2 separate regions of the Mus musculus genome follow, and region 2 is linked to region 1. The links are chromatin contacts, called in public HiChIP or PLAC-seq maps. All regions are on one chromosome and are shown on one strand. Each heading gives the region's core, a stretch centred on a gene start, on an enhancer-like site or on the middle of the called end of the contact. The rest is flanking DNA. Distances are from core to core; before and after follow the strand shown. Region 1 overlaps Zfp141 (zinc finger protein 141). Region 2 overlaps Zfp976 (zinc finger protein 976).

Region 1 (6,379 bases), core at 2,536-5,035:
CTAAGTGCTCTTGACAGTGAATTCAGGAGAAGCAATGTTGTTGTGAAAAGGAAAAGCCTCCTGAATGCCTCTAATCATGAATCTCACTGCAGTGGTACAGCATATAGTATTTTACACCGGGACATAGAAACCCAACAGAATACCTCAGTGGAGACCATGGTGGAATGTGGATTGATTTCCTGCTCCTGGGTCCTAAGCAGCTAGACTTTTCAGCCAGATTGAGAAGTAGTTTCAGCTGCTGCTGAGCTGCAGATTGTGTTCGTTATTCTCAGTAGAAGTATTCAAACACTCCAGGGAAAAATAAAGTCACGAAAGGTTCTTTGTGCTTCTGACTGATAGCCATGTTCAGGCTCCACTTGAAATGCCAGTCTGCCATGTGTAATCTATAGCAGGCCAAGTCGCCTGCACAGGTCCACAATGTAGTCCTGCTCTTGCTTACAGATCAGGGCACCTAAATGCCAAAACGGAGACTCACAGGCTTGGCCTGCCTCTAGGACCGTGTGGTGACGTGCATCTGCTCATTCAGGGCCAGGGGTGAGCGCCTGTTGGAATCCCGCTTTCCAGTCCCTGGTGTGGTAGCAGGTGTTGCGAGTTTGTTGATGGCTTCAAATCCAGATGATTATCAGGAAGGTGGAATTTTGAGAAAAGTTTCTTGCAAAGATTGAAACAGGAGGGTCAGGGTAGAGGCCCTGTTCCTCAGGTAAATGTATGCGCTGTGCATCATGGGGATTGGACAGGTTGACTGTTCTTATAGGGGTGCTTCTTTTTTTTTTTTTTAAGATTTATTTATTTATTTTATGAATATGAGTACACTGTAGCTGTATAGATGGTTGTCATGTGGTTGCTGGGAATTGAACTCAGGACTTCTGCTCGCTCCCACCCAAAGATTTATTTATTTATTTATTTATTTATCTATTTATTTATTTTTGGTTTTTCGAGACAGGGTTTCTCTGTATAGCCCTGGCTGTCCTGGAACTCACTCTGTAGACCAGGCTGGCCTCGAACTGAGAAATCCTCCTGTCTCTGCTTCCCAAGTGCTGGGATTAAAGGCGTGCGCCACCATGCCCGGCAGATTTATTTATTATATGAAGCACACTGTAGCTGTCTTCAGACACACCAAAAGAGGGTGTCAGATCTCATTAGAGATGGTTGTGAGCCACCATGTGGTTGCTGGGAATTGAACTCAGGACCTTTGGAAGAGCAGTCAGCGCTCTTAAATGCTGAGACATCTCTCCAGCCCCAGGGATGCTTTTTTTTTTGCAGAACCCCATGCCTTTGCTATATTTTTACTTTTTACAAAGCTTTGTTTTCATTTTCTTAAATGACTGTCAATGTCAACTCTTTAAATTCTTCCCAGCATACATAGTCTGCAGTGTTTATAAAGTTTTGATTTTATAAATAAACACAGCCTAATGATAATAGAATTGGGTCATCATTATGAGTTCGTAAGGACCCTTTATTTATTTATTTATTTATTTATTTATTTATTAGTGGTTCTTTTATCTAGGGTTCTATTGGACTTGGTAGTCAAATTTGAGAAAGAGGCACAAAGCAATGGTGTAATTTCTTGACAAGAATGATGATTGAAGTGGAAGTTCAGAAAAGACTTCTTCCCTCCTATACTATGATGAAATATTTAAAGGTGTTGTAAACTTGAAGGTCAGAAATGTTTCTCAACTTTTTTTATTTTGTTCTCGTTATCAATCATCTTGATTTTATGTGACTTACTATAGGGAGTTCTGAGCGCTGGAGAGATGGCTCCGTGGTTAAGAGCACTGACTGCTCTTCCAGAGGTCCTGAGTTCAAAATCCCAGCAACCACATGGTGGCTCACAACCATCTCTAATGAGATCTGATGCCCTCTTCTGGTGTGTCTGAAGACAGCTATAGTGTACTTACATAGAACAATAAATAAATCTTTAAAAAAAGAATACAGGAGATCCTTTAGATTGTTCTGGTTGTTAGTGGTCAAGCAATGCCCTTCCTTTATGCTGACACCCACTAGCAATCTCTTGAATGGGAGCTGATGCTGATCTTCTTTGTTGATGCTGTGGCTGAGGACCCTCAACATTGTTTACCTCACCACGATTGTTTTTCCTCTTTAGCAGAGGTAACAGCTTTAAGGAAATTTACAGAGAAATGTGCAAAAAGTTTCACATTTAATATGATCAAGATATTACTTCTTTTTTGTTTGTTTGTTTGTTTGTTTTTGTGTTTTTCAAGACAGGGTTTCTCTGTGTAGCCCTGGCTGTCCTGGAACTCACTTTGTAGACCAGGCTGGCCTCAAACTGAGAAATCCTTCTGTCTCTGCCTCCCAAGTGCTGGGATTAAAGGCATGTGCCACCACTGCCCAGCTGTAGTATTCTATTGAGAACAGAAAGTGTATGTCAAAATCTGATTGTATTTCTATGCATGTCCTAGGACAGTACATACATTTTTACATTCTTACCACTCCAGTTGGCAACATGAACTGGGGTTTGGGGAGCCTAAAAATGAAGCAGACTGAGGTCTCAGGCAATAGGCATCTTTTTTCAGGGAATGAGACAGTTTATATTTTAAGGGTTAGGCACTTATGAGCATAGTTCTCCTGCCTTCAAGCTACACACAGTTACAGAACCAAGGTCACATGAATTGTGGCTATATACAGTCACAAGAGCACTGTCATATTAATTCAAGCTATATACAGTCATGAGGGCAAGGCCACATTAGGTCAAACTGTATATCAGTGGTTCTCAACTTTTCTAATGCTGTTATAGATTAGTACAGTTCCACGTGCTTATGTAGGGGTATCTGCATGTTGGCTGCCCCATCTGGAGACAGAGCAATAGTGTCTCAATAACTACGCCATTAAGAAATAGTGTTTCCCAATGGTTTTAGGCAGAGTCGCAACCTACAGGTTGAGAACTGCTGTTGTAGACCTTTCGGGTGAGCTGTAAAGTTGCTAGAATGAGATCTCCCCAGGTATTTTATGTAGGCACTTAGTACTATGGACTTTCTCCTCTTAGCATTGCTTTCATTGTCTTCCGTAAGCTTTAGTATGTTGTGACTTCATGTTCCTTGAATTCTAAAAAGTCTTTCATTTTCTTCCTTTATTTGTGTATTGACTCATTTTTCCTTTGTTCCTTCATTCCTTCTTTTCTTCTTTCCTTTGTTCCTCCCTTCCTTTTTTCCTTCCATTTATTTTTTCTCATACTGTGAGACCCTGGCTTAAAGCATTTCTCCCTGGAAGGTAAAGCCCCTAAAACATTTCCCCAAGCTTGTTTTCCCTGATCTTTAAAAATACAGCTAGAAAGAATCTCTTTGTTCTCTATAGCCAGCAAAAGGCTTTTTTGTTTCTATACTGTACAACCAGAGATGCTGGCCTTCCTGTGCTGAGGACACGGAGATAAAAATTCAGAAAGAACTCACTCCTCACTCCTGCCTTATAAATGTCACCAAGGACACCCGGAAGAGAAGAACTCCTCCCAACTCCTCCCAACTCTCCTCCCAACTCCTCAGCTAGCTGTTAAAAGCCCCCTACTGTCACCTCTCCGGGTCGGGGTAGAACTCCCCTGCCCTGCGAGGCGCATAATAAAACCTCTTGCAGCTTGCATCAGGTGTGGTTTTCTCTCGGGACAGTGGGGTGTTGGCCAGTTCATCCCTGGACTTGAGCTGAGTCCCAGCATCCGGGGCCTTACAATACAATGCATCCCAAACAAAATTTCCACTCCCTCATTGCTCTCAGTCTCCTCCCCCTATTCCACTCCTCCTGCTCCCTTCAGAAAAGAGCACAGCTGCCAGGTATAGTAGCTGAACAAGGCCTGAGAAGACACAATAGGACTAGGCAGAAGCTGGATGAGGCAGCCTGGTAGTATGAAAAGAATTCCAGCCCGGGCGTGGTGGTGCACGCCTTTAATCCCAGCACTTGGGAGGCAGAGGCCGGGGGATTTCTGAGTTCAAGGCCAGCCTGGTCTACAGAGTGAGTCCCAGGACAGCCAGGACTACACAGAGAAACCCTGTCCTCCCCCCCCCCCCCAAAAAAAATTCCAAGAGCAGGTAAAAGATTCAGACTCCCCATCGCTCCCCGCAATCCCTCCCTATATTAGGAGTCCTACAAGAACCCCAAGCTAAACAACCATATATGTAGAGAACCTAGTGTAGACCTGTGTAGGCCCCATAATTGCCTTTTCAGTCTCCGTGATCCTCTATTAGCCTAGGTTAGTTGATTCTGTGGGCCTGTTTTCCTGGTGTCCCCAACCCCTTTAGCTCTTATAATTCTTCTTTTTAAAATTGATTTATTTATTTTATGTATATGGGTACACTGTAGCTAAACTGATGGTTGTAAGCCTTCATGTGGTTGTTGGGAATTGAATTTTTAGGACCTCTGCTTGCTCCAGTCAACTCCACTTGCTCGATCCCTGCTGGCTCTGGCCCAAAGATTTATTTGTTATACATAAGTACACTGTAGCTGTTTTCAGACATGCCAGAAGAGGACATCAGATCTCATTACAGATGGTTGTGATCCACCATGTGCTTGCTGGAATTTGAACTCAGGACCTTTGGAAGAACAGTTGGTACTCTTAACCACTGAGCCATCTCTCCAGCCCCCTAGCTCTTACAATTCTTTCTCCCCCTCTTCCACAGGGTTCCCTGAATATTGCCTAATTTTTGACTGTGGGTGTCAGCCTCTGCTTCCATCAGCTGTTGGAGGAAACATCTTTGATGAAATTTGACCTTTGCACTGATCTATGAGTATAGCAGAATTTTATTAATAATTGTTTCATTGATTTAGATTTTCTTTTTCAAGTTGTGTTTGACTTTATCCTAGATTTCTGGCCTCTCCACTGCCTAGTTGCTAGCTATCCAGGAAGTGTCTGACATGGGCTTCCTCTTGTGGCATGAGCCTCAAGATAGAGCAGTCATTGGCCACCCCCACAAGTTTAGTGCAGTGCCCCAGCACATCTTGTAAGCAGGAAAGACTGTGAGTTGAAAGCTTTGTGTCTGGATTGGTATCCCAGTCCCATCCCTGGTAGACTGGTTACAGAAGATGTCTCGTTAATGCTCCTTATGCCCCACTATTAGGAGTCTTTGCTAATGTTACCCTCATAGATTCGAGGGAATTTTCATAGCATTAGGTATCTATCTCACCCCCAAAATGTGCCTCCCACTTTTAGTAGACTCCATGTACTCTCTCCCTCTATCACTCTGCCCATACTTAATCCCACCTGTTCTCATCCCCACCCGTCCCCAGACTACCTGCAAAATCTATTCTGTCTTCTTTCCAGAGAAATCCAGAGAGATGTCTCAGGCATTAAAAGGTTAGGCTTACAATCAAAATACCCCAACCCATTTTTTAATTCAGTAGAGAGTTGTCCAGTTTCCATGAGTTAGTAAGCTTTCTGCTGTTACTCTTCCCCCCCCCCCAACTTTAATTCATGGTGGTATGATAGGATGCAGGTGTATTTCAATTTTCTTGCATTCTAAAATCTTTGTACCCGAGTATGTGGTTAATTTTGGAGAAAGTTCAGTGAAGTGCCAAGAGGAAGTTATGTTCTTTTATGTTTGGGTGGAACGTGCTGTAAATGTGTGTTAGTTATTATGGCCATTTGGTTTATGAAATCCATTAGCTCAAGTATTTCTCTATGCTGGTGTTGTCTGGATGACCGTGTCCACCTTGTGGCTTTTAGAATCTGTTGAGAAGTTGGGTATAATTTTAATAGGTCTGCCTTTATATGTTACCACTCAGTCATTTTCCTTTGCAGCTTTTAATATTCTTGCTTTGTTATGTATATTTAGTGTTTGATTGTTATGTGGCAAGATTATTTTTCTTTTCTGGTTCAATCTATTGGATTTTTCTGTATGCCTTTTGCAATATTATAGGCATCTACTTTAGGCTAGGAAACTTCTGTTCTGAGGTTTTGTTAATTTGTAGCAATGAATATGTGAAAGTACAGCTGTGTGGACAAAAGGGTATTCCATGTGACACACTATAACTTCCACAATGAGATGTTTTTGTATCCTTTTGTTTTTTATTTTGTATTTGCTTTTGGATGGGAGGTTGCAAGGGAAGAGGGTTGTATTTGAAGGGACAGGGAAATAAGTGGGATTGGGGTAACTGATGTAAAATTTACAAATAATCAATAAAAAGTATATAAAATTTTTTTTCCTGAGCCTTTGAACTGGGATTCTTTTCTTTTCTCTATTATTCTTGGGTTTGGTCTTTGCATAGTGTCCCAGATGTCCTGGATATTTTGTGTCAAGGATAACATTTGCTTTAACTGATGGATCCATTTGATCTATAGTATCTTTAATGCCTGAGATTCTCTCTTCCATTTCTTGTATTCTGTTGGTGAAGATTGCCTCTGTCGTTCTTGTTTGCATTCCTGATTTTTTTCTATTCT
Region 2 (6,379 bases), core at 2,589-5,088, 130 kb before region 1:
AAAAATAATAAAATTATAAACTTCGAAAAACAGAGAAAGAGAGAGAGAGAGAGAGAGAGAGAGAGAGAGAGAGACAGAGAGAGAAACAGAGAGAGAGAGATTGATTGGTTCTTAAAGGTCTGGCCTTTTTTTGTTTGTTTTTATTTGACACTGGGTTTAAACCAAAGTACCTGACTCTCTTTTACCCTATACTGAAAAGACTAAGAGTGATAATCAAATAATTACTTACAAATGAGCCCTGTGTAAGTTCTGAAAATTTGCAGCAGTACCTAAGACCAGTAAATAAGGATATTTTCATCTTTGTTTTAGAGAACTCATGTTGGTATTAGCTAGCATATACTGAGTATTTCTTGAGTCTTCACAGTGTGAAAAAAAGTATCCTGAATCCTAAATTACTTCAGGTGTGAACATAGCTCCCATGTGTAAAGTGCTTTCAAACAATTTGTAAGTCCTCAATTTGGATCCACAAAATCCATCTCCATCGAAGACATGTTAGTGCACACACCTATTCCTAGTTCATCTATGGTGAAATACAGATTTGATAGGTGAGACTGCATGCACACTCAAGGGCATCTAGACTATGAGGCATAATAAGGCACAAAAAGAACACAGTTTTAAACATTGTGTGGAATGTAAGAATGTATGAAATCTTGTCCTTTGTCCTCAAACACAAATCTTTGGGGTTTTTTTTTGTTTGTTTGTTTGTTTTTTGTTTTTTTTTTTGTTTTTCTAGACAGGGTTTCTCTATGTAGCCCTGGCTGTCCTGGAACTCAAACTGTAGACCAGGCTGGCCTAGAACGGAGAAATCTGCCTGCTTCTGCCTGTATCCCAAGTGCTGGGATTAAAGGCGTGCACCACCAATGACCAGCCTCAAACACAAATCTTGATACAAACATGTCAACCCTTACAAAAGAAGGACCATGCCCCAGTTTCTCTCTACCACTGTGATAAAGAGCATAGCTAAAAGCAACACGTAGAGGGAAAAGGTGTATGTGGCTTATACATTGAGCCTACAGTACATCCTTTAGGGAAGAAAGGCTGAAATTAAAGCAGAACAGAAATGATGCAGCCAGGAATTGAAATAGAATCCATTGAAGAATTTGATTTACTGGGTGGCTGCCTAGACTCATGTTCAGCCATCTTTCTAATACTTCTCAGCAGCACCTGCCCATAGGTGAGAGCTCACAGTGTCCACAGTGATCATCTGCAGGAAGTTGCACTACATGCTTTCCTGCAGTACCTTCTGTTGTATGCATTTCAGAACCGTGGTTTCTCCTTTGCAAAAAATGATCAGTTTTATAATTTCACACACATACACACACACACACACACAATTGACATCTTGTCAACTCAACAAATATGCCGTTACCAAATGATAACTTTTGCCTTTTTACATTATTCTCAAGATTTTAGGTTTATTTATTTATTTATTTATTATATGTAAGTACACTGTAGCTATCTTCAGACACTCCAGAAGAGGGCGTCAGATCTTGTTATAGATGGTTGTGAGCCACCATGTGGTTGCTGGGATTTGAACTCCGGACCTTCGGAAGAATAGTCGGGTGCTCTTACCCACTGAGTCGTCTCACCAGCCCAAGATTTTATATTTTATCATAACACAATAAACATAGCACAGTCCACCTTTTTATTTTTTCTGGTTTTTTGGGTTTTTTTGTTCTTGAGATGGGGTTTCTCTGTGTAGCCCTGACTGTGCTGGAACTCACTTTGTAGACCAGGCTGGCCTCAAACTCAGAAATCCACCTGCCTCTGCCTCCCAAGGGCGGGAATTAAAGGCGTGCACCACCACAGCCCAGTGCACAATTCACCTTTTAAAAGTCCTTAATTATTTCAAAAATTCCAATATTTTAAAGACTTGGTGTTTCTTTAAAATATCCACTCTCTTTAACTGTGAGCTCCTGAAAATTCAAAATGAAGCTAAATACTTCTTCTTGCAATAATGAAGAACCAGCCGGGTGTGGTGGCACACGCCTTTAATCCCAGCACTTGCGAGCCTGAGTCAGGCAGATTTCTGAGTTCCAGGCCAGCCTGGTCTACAGAGTGAGTTCTAGGACAGCTAGGGCTATACAGAGAAACCCTGACTCGAAAAACCAAAAATCAAAAAAATAACAATAAAAGAAGTAAGAACCACTGCACAGTTGCAACAAAAAGGCAAGATAAAAAAAAAAAAAAACAAAAAAAAAAACAAAGTAATAAATAATTAGGTGTTGCTGAGTCCTGAATGGCCTTGGTAGGGACAAAATGAAATGTTTCTGGGGACCCAGCCATCAGACAGAGGCCTCCACAAGTATCTTTGGTACTGTGAGCATAAAGGTTTGGTTTTGTGGTTTGGTTTTGTTTTGAGGGTTTTTTTGTTTTGTTTGTATAACAATATACACATTTTACATTCCTCCATCAATAAATGTCCTCCCTGTAAATGTTTTTTTCTTCTTCTTTTTCTTGGTTTTTCCAGACAAGGTTTCTCTGTATATCCCTGGCTGTGCTGGAACTCACTCTGAAGACCAGGCTAGCCTTGAACTCAGAAATCTGCCAGCCTCTGCCTCCCAAGTTCTGTGGTAAAAGGCAAGGGCCACCATGCCAGGCTAGCTCCCTGTAAACGTTAATGACTCCATAATAATCAGAGAGAGTCAAAGTCTGGAGGCTAAGGAGTGGCTAATGTCTCAGCAAAATGGGGAATGCTAGGACCTTCTGTACAGCCCTTAAGGCTATGAAAAGCAATTTTAAAAACATGGGTTCAAAAATATATAATTTCTCAAAACACATAAGGGTGCAATATGAACTATATGATAGCATTCACAAATCTAAAGGAAGAAAAGCAGCCAAACTGGGCCTATTGTTAGAGGGATAAGGAAGGAGATGAAGAGACTTAGGGAATGGAGATCAGAGGAGATCCCACCCACCTGGGGTTTTTTGATTATGCTTACAAAGACAGATTCCTGAGTTCCTGGCAGGACAGGGACAGAGCAAGGTTAGTCCCAGGTGTGGTAGAAATGGTAATTTCAGGACAGGGTCCCACCCAGGTAATTTACCATCTGTGCTTAACAGAGGCCAGCTGATCTCTGACTTCTTTTGCAATATTAAAGGAAAATGTATGCTTGCTCTCTCCTAAGAATTAAGGGGCTGCACTCACTAAATGTCAATTCATGGGACAATCAAACAGGAACGTGGAGTAAATTTCTAGATCCATTTATAAATAAAAACTGGACTTTCCCCAGTGTAGGAGAATGCCAGTGCTGAAAGGCAGAAGTGGGTAGATGGCTGGAGGAGCACCCTCATAGAGGCAGGGAAGGGGAGTAGGGATGGGGATTTTGGAGGGGAGACCATGTAAATAAAGAAAATATTCAATTTAAAAAGGAAAAATAACTGGGTTTATGATCTGCAGGTGATGAGATGTCCAAAGGATCTTTTAAAATAGAAAGAGAGAACTGCCTAGAGAACCTTCCTGAGCAGAAAATTGAGAGAGCTATCTGGAGAAATCCAGAGAAAGCAGAACACACAGAGAGCAAGCTGCAAAGCTGTCTGAAACAGTACAAAGGCCACCATCGTGGATGCACTTTGACTTCAAGTAGTTTATTTAGCCACTCACAGACATCTCTTCCTCAGAGTATTAGTTAGGGTTTTACTGCTGTGAACAGACATCATGACCAAGGCAAGTCTTATAAAAAACAACATTTAATTGGGGCTGGCCTACAGATTCAGAGGTTCAGTCCATTACCACCAAGGTGGGAACATGGCAACATCCAGGCAGGCATGGTGCAGGAGGAGCTGAGGGCTCTATGTCTTCATCCAAAGGCTGCTAGTGAAGACTGGCTTCCAGGCAACTAGGGTGAGAATCTTATGCCTACACCCACAGTTACACACCTACTCCAACCAGGTCTCACCAATTCCAACAAGGCCACACCTCCAAAAGGTGCCACTCCCTGGTCCAAGAATATACAAACCATCACACTCAGCAACTGTCTCCAGTCTGAGTCTGGTCTTTGGCAAACTGTCCTGTGTTGGAACTCAAATCTTCTTTGTCAAATGGGGATTATGCAGCTCCACTTCTCTGGTTTTGCCATCAACAGCACACACAAAAATTGACACATAGTCTCAGACCAAATTATCCCTTTGGCCATCCCAATATCCTGGGATCACTAAAGTGTTAGAGCTCCATTGGACTTGAACATTTCTTTAAGTGCTTCCAAGTCACTTAAGATTCCTGTGTTGAGAATTCTGTGTTTAGCTTTGCACCCCGTTTGTAATTGCATTATTTGTGTTGTTGGTGTCCAACTTCTTGAATTTTTGGTAAATTTTGGATATTAGCTCTCTGTCAAATATTGTGTTGGTAAAGACTCTTTCTCAGGCTGTAGGGCGCCATTTTGTTACATTGACAGTTTTCTTTCCTTCCTGAAGCTCTGCAGTTTCATGAGGCCTTATTCATGGATTGTTGATCTTAGAGCCTGAACCATTGGTATTCTGTTCAAGAAACTGTCTCCTGTACCAATGAGTTCAAGGGCATTTCCCACTCTATATTCTATGAAATTTAATGTATATCCATTTTTGTGTTGAGGTCCTTGATCCAACTGGACTTGAATTTCGTGTACAGTTATAAAAATGTATCTATTTTCATTCTTCTATCTGTAGATATCCAGTGATACCAGCACCATTCTTTGAAGATACTTTACTTTTTCCACTATATAGTTTTGGTTTCTTTGTCAATCCAGTGTCCATGAGTGTGTGGGTTTATTTCTGGGGTTTCTATTTGATTCCCTTGATTAAAGTGTGTGCTTCTGTACAAATACAATGCAGTTGGTTTATTTTTTTTATAATCACTATTGCTATGTAGTACAGCTTGAGGTCAGGCATGGTGTTCTCAGGTTTTGAGGGCTCCTATGTTCCACCTTGCTGGCTGCAGAAGACAATTTTCTTTTCTTTTTAAATTTTTTTAAAGATTTATTTATTATTACAACTAGGTACACTGTAGCTGTCTTCATAAACACCAGAAAAGGGTGTCAGATCTCATTACAGGTGGTTATGTGCCACCATGTGGTTGTTGGGATTTGAACTCAGTACGTTTGGAAGAGCAGTCAGTGCTTGTAACCACTGAGAAATCTCACCAGCCAATATATAAACTTTCTTTTTTTTAAAAGTTTTTTTTTAGGATTTATTTATTATTATAATTAAGTACACTGTAGCTATCTTTAGACAGAACCAGAAAAGGGTGTCAAATCCCATTACAGATGCTTGCGAGCCACCTTATGGTTGCTGGGATATGAACTCAGAAACTTCAGTAGAACTGTCAGTACTCTTACCTGCTGAGCACAACTTCTACACACATCAACAGCAAATGACTTCTTCCTATAGAAGAGGCTTTTGGTATGAATGATGCTCCTAAGGCACAGGATTAAATATATAGTGCTATCTATTACAGAGTCAATATGTATTATACATTATAGTGTACTTAATGGATCAAGGAAATCCGGGGTCCTCAATGAAACCCAAATAAAGGAAGTTATATATTTAAGGACCTGCTAACATTTTATCTTTCTTTTCCTGTTAAAACTATTTTGTTTAATTCTATATTGTTCTCTATACTGTTTTTCTTTCCTCCTGTTAGAAGTTAAAAGTCAATCTTATTTGATTTGTTCTTTCTCAATGATCTTCTGATTTACACATCATAGTTTGTTTCCATTGTTTCACTGTGTGTTCTGTGAACTGGTTGATAGTTTACTAAATTATACAATATAACAATTTCTGATTTTTTTAATCATTCACTATATATCTCAGCTTTGAATTTGAGTATAAACAGCCTCCACAGCTTGTAATCACGAATGCTTCTCTCTTCTTGTTCAATGGAGACTGCAAGTTTGGCCTGGTTATAAAATAAAGTTTGACATTACACTTCAATGGTTGCTCCTGGTTTTATATACCAGAACAATATTCACTCAAAAATGCAATTCCATTTGAGATGGGTTGTACTATAGAAGTATCTATGCACTGTCTCTAGCCTCCTCCATTGGAGGCCCTGTGCTCCATCCAGTAAATGATTGTGAGCATCCACTTCTGTATTTGCCAGGCACTGGCATAGCCTCACAAGAGACAGCTATATCAGGGTCATGTTAGCAAAATCTTGCTGGCATATGAAATAGAGTCTGCATTTGGGGGCTTATTATGGTATGGATCCCTGAGTGGGGGCAGTCTCTGGATGGTCCATCCTTTGATCTCAGGGTCAAACTTTGTCTGTGTAACTCCTTCCATGGATATTTTGTTCCCTATTCTAAGGAGGAATGAAGTATCCATGCATTGTCCTTCCTTTTTCTTGATTTTTCTTGTATTTTGCAAATTGTATCTTGAGTATTCTAAGTTTCTGGGCTAAGGA

What was found. HiChIP or PLAC-seq counts read pairs in DNA pulled down with a chosen protein or histone mark.
Region 2: an H3K27ac HiChIP or PLAC-seq map of embryonic stem cells shows a contact between it and region 1, with 10 times the contacts expected there. The contact joins two enhancer-like sites. A contact is called at or near these places in 1 of 39 promoter capture datasets (embryonic stem cells), 5 of 115 datasets of contacts at active chromatin or transcription factors (all in embryonic stem cells) and 1 of 9 other capture datasets (pancreatic islet).

The regions. Positions count from the first base shown.
Region 1 is chr7:42,494,912-42,501,290 of GRCm38.p6, reverse strand. All of the region lies in intron 2 of Zfp141 (zinc finger protein 141), which reads left to right. Among named protein-coding and RNA genes, the nearest start is that of Zfp141, 7.7 kb to the left of the region's middle. Within about 2 kb of position 3,785, at least 26 of the 459 cell types and tissues checked have an H3K27ac peak or open chromatin away from gene starts, as enhancers often do. A contact at or near this core is called in embryonic stem cells, where this site is marked.
Region 2 is chr7:42,627,765-42,634,143 of GRCm38.p6, reverse strand. The region is part of intron 1 of Zfp976 (zinc finger protein 976); the gene reads left to right. Among named protein-coding and RNA genes, the nearest start is that of Zfp976, 12 kb to the left of the region's middle. Within about 2 kb of position 3,838, at least 4 of the 459 cell types and tissues checked have an H3K27ac peak or open chromatin away from gene starts, as enhancers often do. A contact at or near this core is called in embryonic stem cells, where this site is marked.